Regions from separate parts of the Bombyx mori genome. Here region 1 is linked to region 2. Evidence: chromatin contacts called from public Hi-C data. All regions are on one chromosome and are shown on one strand. The core of a region is the stretch at or near the end of the contact, and the rest is flanking DNA. Distances in the headings are between cores, read along the strand shown. Region 1 overlaps LOC101747227 (cystinosin homolog). Region 2 holds the start of LOC101747227 (cystinosin homolog).

What was found. Hi-C and Micro-C count contacts between places; a contact is called where the count stands out from the background.
Region 1: a contact with region 2 is called in a Hi-C map of posterior silk gland, with 1.9 times the contacts expected there. The contact joins the enhancer-like site here to the promoter of LOC101747227 in region 2. A contact is called at or near these places in 2 of 7 Hi-C or Micro-C datasets (posterior silk gland and whole pupa).

What each region holds. Positions count from the first base shown.
Region 1 is chr22:4,079,632-4,086,316 of ASM3026992v2, reverse strand. The region is part of intron 2 of LOC101747227 (cystinosin homolog); the gene reads right to left. Among protein-coding and RNA genes, the nearest start is that of LOC101747227, 39 kb to the right of the region's middle. Within about 2 kb of position 1,291, at least 4 of the 8 cell types and tissues checked have open chromatin away from gene starts, as enhancers often do.
Region 2 is chr22:4,039,344-4,045,918 of ASM3026992v2, reverse strand. LOC101747227 (cystinosin homolog) reads right to left here and starts at 1,527. Exons shown (of 10, transcript XM_012695321.4): 1 at 1,241-1,527. It overlaps LOC101735529 (cryptochrome-1), which reads right to left and starts at 4,191. Exons shown (of 2, transcript XM_038018902.2): 1 at 3,706-4,191; 2 at 1,927-3,508. The coding sequence starts at 3,792. The coding sequence ends at 2,270. It overlaps LOC101735668 (spermatogenesis-associated protein 6), which reads left to right and starts at 5,736. Exons shown (of 7, transcript XM_021351790.3): 1 at 5,736-6,084. The coding sequence starts at 6,040.

The sequences.
Region 1 (6,685 bases), core at 42-2,541, 41 kb before region 2:
CTAAACCAAGTTTCACCGGATAAACTAGCTGAACCAACACAGTTTGTAGTAGAATCCAGAACGAATACCACAATACGGAACAAACCTTGAAAAGACCCAGTAACATGCTGCACTTCAATGATTTATTACGACTTGTTCACACTCCAGTAGATGTTAGGATGCAAAAACATATTTCCCAAATGCCGGACGTACTTTTTGCGACATCTCATTTTTGGGTTTGCGTTTGGATTTTATCAACGCAAAATGTTTGCATCAGTTCCAACAGTACTATCAAAAATGACAGGGGCGATTATGCTAAGTCACACTATAACAAAAATATTGTTCGTTTCTATCTTATTATTTATTCGTTGGTTTCTATCTAAGAATTTTTGACAGGAAAGAATAATAAATACCCATAATAAACCCAATCTTGCCTTCTATGCCAATACTGCCACACTTCTCAAAAACAACGGAGCTTGTTGGCAGAGAATAGGTTGTGTGTGCGTATTCAATTTATATACCAATGCATCTACCATAACTTTCTTTACAATACCTTTCTGACTGTTAGAAAATGCCTTAGACATTAAGTCCGCTAATGTGTATATAAATACATAAGGTTATAAATGAATACAAACCATCGTTTTTACAAAGTGATATAAGTTTTTTGTGCACACTTTATATATTACATTGGTTTATTCCCGAAAGAGACAATCATATATCAAAATAAAAATTTTATTTGTACTTGTATGCCAGGGAAAAGTGTGGACTAGGCATTATATACAATTAAACAAAGCCAGTTTAGAAACCAGTCGTGTCCGAGCGTTCAATGCAAAAAGCCATCTGTCATTACACGTCGCGCCACTGAGATCCGAGGCACGAGGTCATTGACAGGGATGCAATTAGGATGTTTACAACAGTCAATGATTGGTTTCGCGTTACTTTTTCTTTTCACTGGAAATTCGGTAATACCTAGCTCGAATACTTCACGAAACACGATTTCTTTTAGCGGCATCCGATTCAGTTTAAAAGTATCGGGTTTCGAATAAGCGATAAATGCTTTCTCATGTACAGAACAAAGTATAGCACAGTTTTTATTGAGAATACATTGCAACTGGTCATAATCTTTAGCATGTGCCAGTACTAATAAACTAAAGTGGTTGAGTTTTTGTTACATCAAGGAAAATCCGGTCTTAAAATCTTCATATGTACATTATATACGTATGTAAGTGAACTTTAAATTCCGTAACACCACTTCAATTTACATCTACGATAGTCATTGACGGTGTTGTTTTGCTTATTAGAACCTGTTTTATCTTATCTTTTAGATGTGAATCGGGAGACAGAGATGTAAGATTCTTATTCACTTAAAGCCAAGGAAGTCATCTTCTCTGAAACCATGTTGTTAAGTTATGCCTTACACCTTACTTCTTTATCATTACCCCTTTATGGAATACCTGCCTTTACAGTTACTTTAAACAAATAAAAAATTGTCATCAAACCGATTGAGCTTTTTTACTTTAATAGTGACTAACATGTCTTGGACTTCGCCAGTGCCGCCCGTATCTATGCCAATGTAAATAAATTTTAAGTCAAACGCACGAGATCGGATGTGCTGTTTGCAAAAATCACCTTAATACGAATTCGATCGTTGTCACAGTATACATAGTCTACGCTATACTATATAACGAATCTACAAATTGACATGTAGTGTATGAACAAGAGAGTCACACCAAACTCTTCTCTTCTTTTTTTCAACCTTATCCCACTAGGCGGGGTCAGCACAGCATTTTTTTGTCTGCCATTATCTTCTATCAGCCGTCATCTCAACACTCATTCCTCTGTCTCCCATATCGTCATTCACACCCCATCCATGTCTTCTTCGGTCGACCTCTTCCGCCTCTACCTTGCACTACCATTTCCATACATCTCCTTGTCACATGCATCTTTTCTCTGCGCATCACATGTCCATACCACGCTAGCCGTCACACCAAACTATTTATCCTGAAAAAATGTGACGCGTTTACATTCTTTCTAAGAATGAAATCGCGTAGCACATCAACTCTAATAATCAAATTTATCCAACTACCTTAGAAACCATTTTGAATTTAATGATAAATAATTAATATATTAATCGATAATTATGCATTTGATGTTAAAAATCTATAAAACATTGTAAAATGATTTTTACTAATGTTTATCTACTATTGTTTATCAAGCCGCAAAAGTGATTACCGAAAACCTCTGAATCCAGAACTGATTTTAAGTACTTAATGCAATCAACGTACTTTAAATGGCAACGGAATGTTAACGATCAACCTACACAAGAGCCACAAGGCAATGTCAAAAGCAATTTACCTTTCGTACGGTAATTTTGTGCGAGCGCGCTATTCAAGTGACATTTTCGATAAAAAGCCTCGATAAAACTATTTACGATAAATCTATTATTAACATCCAATTATAATAATATATAACCTGCAAAATACTCGATTCGAGAAAAGAGCTAAGTAAGTAGAATTTATTGAATAACTAGTTGACCCGGCAAACTTCGTAGTGCCTCAATCGAGAAATAAAAGATCTAAGCTTTTGTATAAAATAAACTTAAAACAAACAAAAGGAATCCGTCCGACGGGGGGACATCAAAGGGAAAACAAAATTGCTATTTTTATTTAATTCCGAGCATTTTCATATTTAATTACCTTTTAAACCTTCTCTGGACTTCCACGAATAATTCAAGACCAAAATTAGCTAAATCGGTCCAGCCGTTTTCGAGTTTTAGCGAGACTAACGAACAGCAATTCATTTTTATATATATAAATAAATAATAAATAATAAATATTTACTAACAATCACGCCACGTTAACTGGTCCCGTGGTAAGCTCGTATAGAACTTGTGTTACAGGTACCAGATAACGGAAATAAATGTAATATTTTTATTATACACATACACATATTTAATATACATCCATAACCCTGAAAAAGACATTTTATATTTATCATACAAATATCTTCCCTTGGCGGGATTCGAACCCGCAACCCCCTTGTGTAGTGACCATGTCACTTACCACTACACCAGACGGCCGTTAAAATATAGATTTGTTATGGAAATAGTTATTGTAATGAAACTTAAAACACCTTATTCATAACAAATCGAATGATTGCACAAGTAGAAAAGGTAATGTTAACGTCTTTGCCTTGTCTGTGTGTCGTGTATAATCTATATTAAGCTAACTACTCTGTAATTTTAAGGACTTTTTGGCGGGAACGCGAGGAGTAAAGTTGTGTGATTTGTTTTATTTTGTCTATTTAGTGTTTCTTCAGGTTTAAATGTGTAATAACGGTGGTTTATTAACTGTTTAATATCTGTGAAAGTGCACAAATGTGGGAAAATGAAACAAAGCTGCTGGACGTAACTTCTCGGGTTCCTCCAAAAAGTCCACTGAAAAAATCTCAGTAAATGACCACCATTTTACTGCGATTATATTTCATCCCATATCATCTCATTTCATTAAATTTCATCCCAGTTGATTAATGTCTCAAATTAATCATCTTCATTTCATTTCACTCCATATTATCATTTTTCATAAAATTAAGAATATAAAGTAAAATAAGACATGACTTAAAGGTCTTAGTTACCAGGTCATAAAATCTCTTAAAAAATCTGTAATTTTAACAGTCTGTCTCTTAAAAATTTTACGAGGGAAAAATCCCCGCTTCTTTACCTACTTCATTTAATTTAACTAACTTTCTTGTTTCTTTACTTCCTTCGATCATCAATAGTAACTATTGTTGATCGAACTTTACTTCATTAATTTAATAAAATACACAACCAAACATCTCTAAACAAACTACTGTACAAGTATAAAATAGTCTAAGAAACACAACGGGATTTCATTGTATCATCAGATACAGGTATACTTAAAAAATCTAGATACCGGAAACGTAATGTTTTTTTATCCGTTTACCCACATAAGTATTCAATATCTAAAATGTAAAATAAGCCACAATAATCTAAACTGAAACACGTGGTATGGATGTCAGATTTGCCAACCGTTATTCAGTAGATAACCGGGGCGATAGCCGGTCGAATAGAAAACAATTGACTGGCACCATTAATAAAAACTATAAAAGCAGATAAAGCGTTAATTTACATAGACTGTAATCCCCTCTTACTTTTTAGCTTACGTTGCTAGGTAATCAAGTTACTTAAGCACAATCCAGGCAGTCTTGAACACTAAGCTCACTTCACTTATTACCATAATACGAGTTTTTCTCATTCCTATGATAGAAAAGTATTAAAATATTGAAATGCAAAGCGAAAACCTGAATTTTCGACACGAGCATAATACTAACACCTCTCATATCACAGACCCTTGTAATTGGAGTAATTACTATCAGAACCTGTTATTTCGAAATGTCAACCTTTTATATTTTATTGTAATAACATTATTTCCTGTATCGATATTTATTTAAAATTTTCCGTATCAGATAACATCTACTATCATGATTCGGTATAATCTAAGTTTGATGCAAATCCATTACCGGTAAAGCGGTTTATTGTTTTATTTACACCTACGTATGTTAACAAGAAACATGTTATGTTACAAAAAACGTGTCCTAAATCCAGCAAATAATCGGAATGACTTCTCCCAGGAAAAAAAAAATTGCTTCCGAATTTAAAAACCCCTACATCAAGTCACATTTTTTTAATACAGTTCTATTGGACATGAATTATCTCATTAGACAACAATAATAGAAATCGTACGTAGTCTAAAAATATACAAATAAAAAAAAATGTGAAAATACGTACCGGCCAATAATCACTAAAAATTAATTAAAAAAACCTAAATCGACTTGAACCATTCCTCGATCCATTTCAAACTAAGCAGCGTAATCTCTATTGTACAATATTTATAATCTATATTATATTGATAATCTACATTATACTTATAATCTACATTATATTATAATCTATATTATAAAATACACTATTGTGGTGACGCTATTACTGATAATTCCAATTATATTAGCGTTTCATGACCGTGATTTATCAAAAGATTTGCATTAGCTGCGTGCAACGAAGATTATCACAAAACGTTTACGATTACGAACATTGATTATTTTAATAACAATTGTTAGTCATTATTCCCAATAGTAAATACATCGATTGATTTATATTTATTTTGGATAGAAAGATGACTTTGTTTTTAGCAAAGACCATTTTTATTGCAAAAATATTACAGATAAAAGTTGATAAATGTTCTCGCCGAATCGGTGCTCTAGTGAAGCAATATGGAGGGATATTTTGTGAAACATAATAAAGAACGGATATACCCCATACACTTCTCATTAGAAACAAATTAACCATCTAAGGTAAACAGTTTTAGAACCTCATAGACTAGCCTAAGTGCATTGTCAGAAATTGCAGTGGACGAGTGGTATACAATAATTTTACAGCAAAACTGCATTGAAATAAACGATGATAAAATAACATGCTTAATAAAGTACACTAAAAGAGCATTGCGTACTTTTCTTGTGTATATGGGCCGTTCTAAACAGAATAGCGCTTTTTTTTTATGAGTGATTATTGGTGTCCCTGAGGTCTGAGGAAATACGTTATAATCAAATCTGATAAAGGTTTGTTTCATATTAATAAAACTAACAACAAACATGAGTCGATTGTCTGAACTTGAATATCATATGGACATACATAAACGTATATAACACATTTACCAAAAATCTGATTAGAAAAATAGTTTTAATTTTAAAATATCGGTAACTCAGTCTTAGAAGCTATCTCGAATGCGTTCCCACTCTTCAAGAAGTCTTACGATAAAGCGCGAGATGATAAAATAAATATGCATGTGCTTACGTCAACGATACAGAAAAAAATCACGATTAAAATTTGTTATTGTTACACGAACATTTATCGCATTTTAATGACACGAAAAACTCGTAAGCGATAACGTTGTATGACGGTCAATATTTTAAATACAAAAAAAATCGTTATATTTAAACCTTAAAACAAGTAATTTTTAGATATTTTTATTAAATAAAGAAATAAAATATAAAACTTTTTTAGTCAAGATGGGCAGACTAGGGGCCAGAGATTATGAAAGCAGTAGTAGGAGAATGTAGAGGTTGGACTATGCCCGGGCGGGTAGGTGAGCTCACGGGCTCAACCTCAGAGAATTTGCTAACATAGCCCTAGCAAGAGCAGTGCTTCACATAGTCTACCACCGTATCGGAATCGCGATCACTGAGAAGATCCGTGAACGTGTGTCAAATTCAAACCAAATTTACATACAGCTGACAGCTATCGATATTTCCGGCATTTTATATTATATTTGAGGATTTGAAGAATGAAAGGTGTTTTGAAGAGAGAGAATAAGAAGCAGATTGGTTACTTCTTGGTATCTTCTTAGAGCAGAAACAACCCTAAGATTCTAAGATGCTTTGCATTCGCTCACAACAAAAAAAAACACTCATAAACGCAATTCCAGTTATGTAAACCGTTGTAATTACTGAAAGTAGTGACATGTGCCCAGACTTCGATACGACTACACGCACGTGAGTCACACGTGATAACACTAGACAACGAGCCGGGTCTGTTTCTACAATAGTCTGTGAACACTGCCACAGTATATGTATATGAAAGGTAGTTAATTTAAAACAATAAATCTTTTCATTATATGTAAAATGTGCAGCG
Region 2 (6,575 bases), core at 278-2,777:
TAGATGATTTAAGGCTGATGTTAACCAGTCTGAAGTAAAAGATGTTTTTAAGCTAATAATTTGTGTAACCTAAAACTGTCAATTCGAAAATAGGGGATATTTTATTTATTCAAATTGATTGAAAAAATTAGTGATTTATGTATTTGTGAATTAAAAGATCTACACATACTATGCTCAGTTATACATTGAAACATGAGGTAGAATTTTCAATAGATAGTGTCACAATATATGGTAAGCTACTTACTTTCCATTGGTAACCACAGAAACCTAACAACTCACAAGATGTCATTAGAAAGATGTCTATGCCGAATTCAAATGGTACAAACAACCAAAAAACTGTCAATATGAAATTTTAAAATACTTTACTTTCATTCAGTAGTTTTGTTGTGTGTTAAGTACTTCTGTAGTAGTAACTATTTACAACTAAAAACTATTACACTAATTCAATTTAATTCTCATTGAACATTCATGTAGTCGTATTGCAGCAGAATTAGACAGAACAGCATTACCCACTACATTACCTACATTACATGGATACTCACAAAACATGACAACTAAATGCTGCTACCCATTATTTGCACCTGGAAGAGGTGATGATGGTGGAAAGAATTATGGTGATGGTATAGGCTGATACCACAAATTAATATTGTTTTACATAGGTCTTGTTTTATATTAAATTAGTGATTTTAGTTCTCTTTTTGACTTGAACTGCCTACTTGGCAGAGGAGAAGCCTACTTAACTGTTTGTTGTTTTTGGATTGCTGAGATGTGTGTGTACAAGCTCACAGCCCACCTGGTATTAAGTGGCTACTGGAGCCCATAGACATATACAATGTTAATGCAGTATAGTTACAACGGCTGCCCCACCCTTCAAACCGATACGCATTACTGCTTCACGGCAGAAATAGGCAGGGCGGTGGTACCTACCCGTGTGGACGCACAAAGTCTTACCACCAGTAGTTACGCAAATTATAAATTAGCAGGTTTCATTTTTATTACACGACGTTATTCCTTCACCGTGGAAATCAATCGTGAACAATTGTTAAGTACGTATTTCATTAGAAAAATTGATACCCGCCAGCGGTATTCGAACACCGGTGCATCGCTAGGATACGAATGCTCCAGACGTCTTATTCTTTAGGCCTCGACGACTTCAACTGTACTACTTTCTAAATAGCAAGATATAAGTGAGAAGAATGAAATTGTAATATAATATTTTTCAAACTGTTTAATTTATTACCTTGATGGAAATGTTGCGAAATAGGAGACACCGTTCATGGCCTAGCCATGACAATATATCATGCTGGTGCACTTTGAAGTTTATTTCTCATTATCATGAACTCATATTTTTCTCACATTCTATAATTGTAATACACAATTTGATTTGTACGACATTTTTTATGTTTGTTTTGTTTTATTTCATTCGATTATATATTTATTTCCATTAATTTAAACTAATATCGTTTACGCATGTCAATTATTTTTAATGTGACATTGACACTTGACAGTAAATGTTTGACAGTTGAGGTTTAAGAGTCAAATTCCATAAGGGTTTTTCCATTTAATTTCTTCAATATTTATTTATACATGCTTTAAACGCGCCTTCTTAATGTTGTACTTGATGTAGACACTAGAAATAAAATAGATGGTGTTACGGTCGGTCTGCGAAATGTATTCAACCCCAGACAATTTTCCATATATAAAATATATAGTGTATGTTCCCACCTGTCAAATACATAGAAGAATCAAACTAACAAAATAAAAACAAATGCAGCCCAACTTGGAGAGTAATTACCGACACTCATAGACATAAGCTATACCAGAAACACTTCCAAGCTTCTACCTATCGCCAAAGATAATATGTAATAATTTTCTAAACATTTCATATCAGAACACATTCAACTGTTTCAGGAATTAATAAAACTGTTGAGAATTACTGTTTATTGAGGTAGTTAAATCGTAATTATATTACCTTCTGTATTATTTTCATTTCAAATTACCTTAATGTATATTTATTTATTACTTAACAAAATTAAGATCTTATTCCTTATTAAACAATCAGATCATACTAAATTAAGATCTTGGTCTCTTTACTGCTTTCTTTTCCCTATTCAGTTTATATGCAGTTGCCATTTTCTGTATATTCTCTTTATGTATTGTATCATGGTTGACTATTCGTTTAGGATAGTGTTCTCCTATAATACATCCTGCATTTCTTTGAATTGACTGAGGTGCTTTCCATGGTTCATATTTTTATGGTTATATTTCTTCATTCTCGTGGATACTTCTTTAATTCAGGTACATACTTCTTAATGTAAACTCCCTCTTTATCAGTTTTCTGACCAAATGCCACTGGACTATAAACTCTGAAATATTTGTAAAAGAATGCAGAAGCTGACAACCACATCCAATTACCAGCATTCAATGACCAGTCATAATCAAGTAGATAATCTTCAAATATTTTAGCTCCTTCTTCCCATGATATCCAGAGATCACCTCGGGTTAAGAAGCAAGCCACCATGTGTCTAGCTAAATGATGGATCCAACCTTCTTGTTTCAGTTGCCTCATGATTGCATCAACAAATGGGTAACCAGTTTTACCTTCTGCCCAGGCTTTTAAGAAGGCGTCATTTTTTGTCCAAGGTATTTGAATGCAAATAGCATTACCAACCATTTTGTCAAAATTGGCTACACCAGTTCCTGCTGTATAATAAAATTCTCGCCACATTAATTGTCCCATCAGAGATACTGGTGGCAAGGTGTGTTGTCTACCATTTTCCACCTCTTTGAGTTTATAATAAAATAGTTTTGCTGATAAGCAACCATGACTAATATATGGACTGAGTACTGTTGTGCTTGGTTCAATACTATTTGGAGATGAATTTGGTTTTTCAAATTTACAAACCCATTCTTTTTTAGACATGTATAAATTCAAACGTTTAAGAGCTTCTGTTTCACCACCATGATATTTCACAGGTGCTAATGTTTCTTCATCAATTTGTAATTCCTTCAAATTGGGTATACTATAGTTTTCGGATTGTATATCAATTGGCTTGCAGTGGCTTGATAAGACATTAGATATTTCTATTGGTTCCTTTACATTAATGCTCTTTACTAATGAAAGAAACTTTTGATACGTGAGTGGTACAGCTCCATTGTTCTCTCTCAAAACTTTATGTACATCATAAACTGTATGCTGTACTCTCTTGTTAATGAATACACCTTTCTTCTCAGCAATGTCTTCAATGTATTCATCCTGCTGTACAAACTCAGGATCTATATCCACTTGACATGTTAAATATTTTACTTGCCAGTCATCAAATAACTTAGGCAATAGATCCACAGCTTTTCCTCTCAAAACATACAGACAAGTGTTTAATTTCTTTAAATTGTTATCTAAATCTTCTAAGCTTTGTAACAAAAACCGCAATCTATTTATGCCTACTTTATCTTTAATGTTTGGATCTAAAAAATAAATTGGTCTGAGCAAATGTTTTCTGTTTTCTGCCTGAAAGTTGAAAATAAATATTTATTACTGATGTTCTACTTAACGTACTGTCAGTAGTTCAGTACTACAATAACGCGAAATTGGAAAAATTGAAGTAAATTTCTACTTATTTAAACGTTAGTACTTCATGAAATATTGCTTAAAGAATAAGACCATCATGAAGGAAAATATAATATTTGAAACTGAAATTAACTTACTTCATTTATAGCATTGCGAAGGGCAAGGTTATCATGAATACGTAAATCTAAGCGAAACCAATGAATAACCGTTGGGGTTTTGGACATTTTACTCTTTTAAAGAGTGAAGTATTATTAATTTTGCAGAAACAAATGAAAGGTTCTTGTTTTGTAGGTAACTATTTCAGATCTTGCTGTGTAGTGTGTAGTGTGTACTATAAATAATGATGTAGGTAATTACGTAGTTACGTAATATGAGTATTCTGTTTACATGAAGGGTTTAAATGGAATTTTGTTTATATGTATGTACCAATCAAGGGTCATTGATAATACAAATTCTATTTTTTATTAAATGCATGAGGTACCTACTACATAAAGGTAAGTAGGTACCTAAGTACATACGGTATGTACATGTACATATATCTTGGATTTATTTTATTTTAGGTTAAGTAGGTAGGTAGGTACCTACGTAGTACGCACCTACATATTTGTTTTTGTTTTTGATGTATTATCTATGGTCTGTCTTTTCTTCCTTCTTATTTTGAAGGATGGCAATTGACTTCTGGCGAAGGCATTGCCATCGTTGCCAATACCGAGTTTTTATAAATCTCCATTAATTGTTCAAAACCGACACACATGACAAAGTGCATGAAGTGAAATGAGATGAACTTAATTTATTTGCATATATAATTAGATGAAATGAATTGAAATGAAACAAGACGAGACGATATGAAAGCCCAGTAGAATAGTGGATATTGATTGACGTCCAGCGACTTTGTTTTATTTTTCCAGGCTAGTGCACTAAGGTTCCCACACACATTTCATAAGCTACCATTATTATGTCAGCCACTCACATGCGCGCGAATATTTGTACATTGTACGAATTGTGTACGCGCGCATGTGAAGGGCCGTCAGACATTCATTCGCAAACTTAGCGGCTGTGCAAATAGGTTCGGTACTCAATTAGCGAACCCGTTTGCGCTTCCTCCTACACTTGTTTACGAATGTCTCACGACTTTCTCCTCCTTTTTAATTCGTCAATAGAATATTGAAGAGAAAGTGTTTTAAATTCTTTCCCAGACATCATTAACAGCCATGCTATTTTGATGGGATTTCTTTTGATGAAGATACGCTACACAGTAGACGTCACGATCTATGTAAATGGCGAAACGTCCGTTGCCTTCGCAATCGTGGGCGCAACTGGTCACACGAATGTGTGAGAGACTACGCGAAGGATCGCGGTTCGCGCGCTTTGATGTCTGTTAAAAAACCGACACGGCTTGGAAAACCGCGAATTCAGCAAAAACTTTGCATAATCATTTGCAAATGTCGTCTTACACGTCTTGTGGGTTTGCGTATTCGTGCGAATGTGAGTAACCGGTATTACGCTTAAACCCAAAGAACCACTAAATTAACAAAATAATACAAATCTAATACAAAAATAATACAATCATAAAACTTCGTTCGAATTGATGGCTTAAAGAGACTTTTTGGCGGGAACGCACGGAGTGAAGTTATGTGATTTGTTTTATTTTGTCTATTTAGTGTTTCTTCGGGTTTAAATGTGTAATAACGGTGGTTTATTAACTGTTTAATATCTGTGAAAATGCACAAATGTGGGAAAATGAAACAAAGCCGCTGGACGTAACTTCTCGGGATTCTCCAAAAAGTCTACTGAGAAAATCTCAGTACTAAATAACCACCATTTTACTGAGATTATATTTCATCCCATATCATTTCATTTAAGTTCATCCCAGTTGATTAACGTCTCAAATTAATCATCTTCATTTCATTTCATATTATTATTTTTCATAAAAATAAGAACATAAATTAAAATAAGACATGACTCAAAGGTCTTAGTTACCAGGTCATAAAATTCCTTAAAATAATGGCCTAAAGAGCTTGTTACCACACTATAAAATCGTTAAAAAAATCATGAAATGAAAACAAAACAACAAAATATCCAAATATTTGGAAGTGTAAAGAAGTGTAATTTAAATAAAAATAATAATGAGAGTATTTTCAATGACATAAACATAACTGACATAAACATTCAAATTCCAAATACTTTAGTGTCAGGATGTCTCTAACTTTCAACTAAATATAAATATTGGACCCTAGCTACCCAATTTGAATATTTAACCATAATTTAAATTACATAAATAGGTTTGCGAAAACATATCCCATTGTAATATTTTTTAACTAAACCAAGCACTTTTATTTCGGTTATGTGTTTTAATCGGTCTAGAAATTATATGTAGAATTTTATTCAAATAAATTAATAAGTATTTACTGTCAGTACTCAAATACAAGATTTCATTCCTATAATGTCAGTGAAAAATAGAAGCTATCAATATGCCGAAAATCATAGAATTAACAGTTGAAATAGAAATACAGAGGGTAAGAAAGTATCTAATTATTAAAAAAGTACATATATTCACCTATTAAATTTGTAAATACATATTGTTGCTTAATAAAACTGGTTGAAAATTTGAATGAATTTAATAATGAAATATGTAACATTATATTATGCACATTACCTTATGCAAAGTGTTTTATCGCGATAGCTTTTATTCGTATAAATCATTTCAGTATCTATGGTATACTGGATACCATTTGTAAAGATGAAAATGTTTTAATTTGTAAATATTTGATATGCCTTATCGTTTTTCTACACTCAAGGTCTATCTAGTACCGAGTACATTTTGGAGCCCACCTCACACTTGGTGGAGTAAGTGTTGTTGGTTCAATCCTACTTAGGGCAAAACATTCCTGTGATTAGATTTGTTGGTTTTGTGTTTGGGTGTTTAATATCTAAGAATGTATATGTAAAGGTATATAATTAAGCATGTTACATAGTATATTATTTTAGGTTTTAGATTCATACTTAT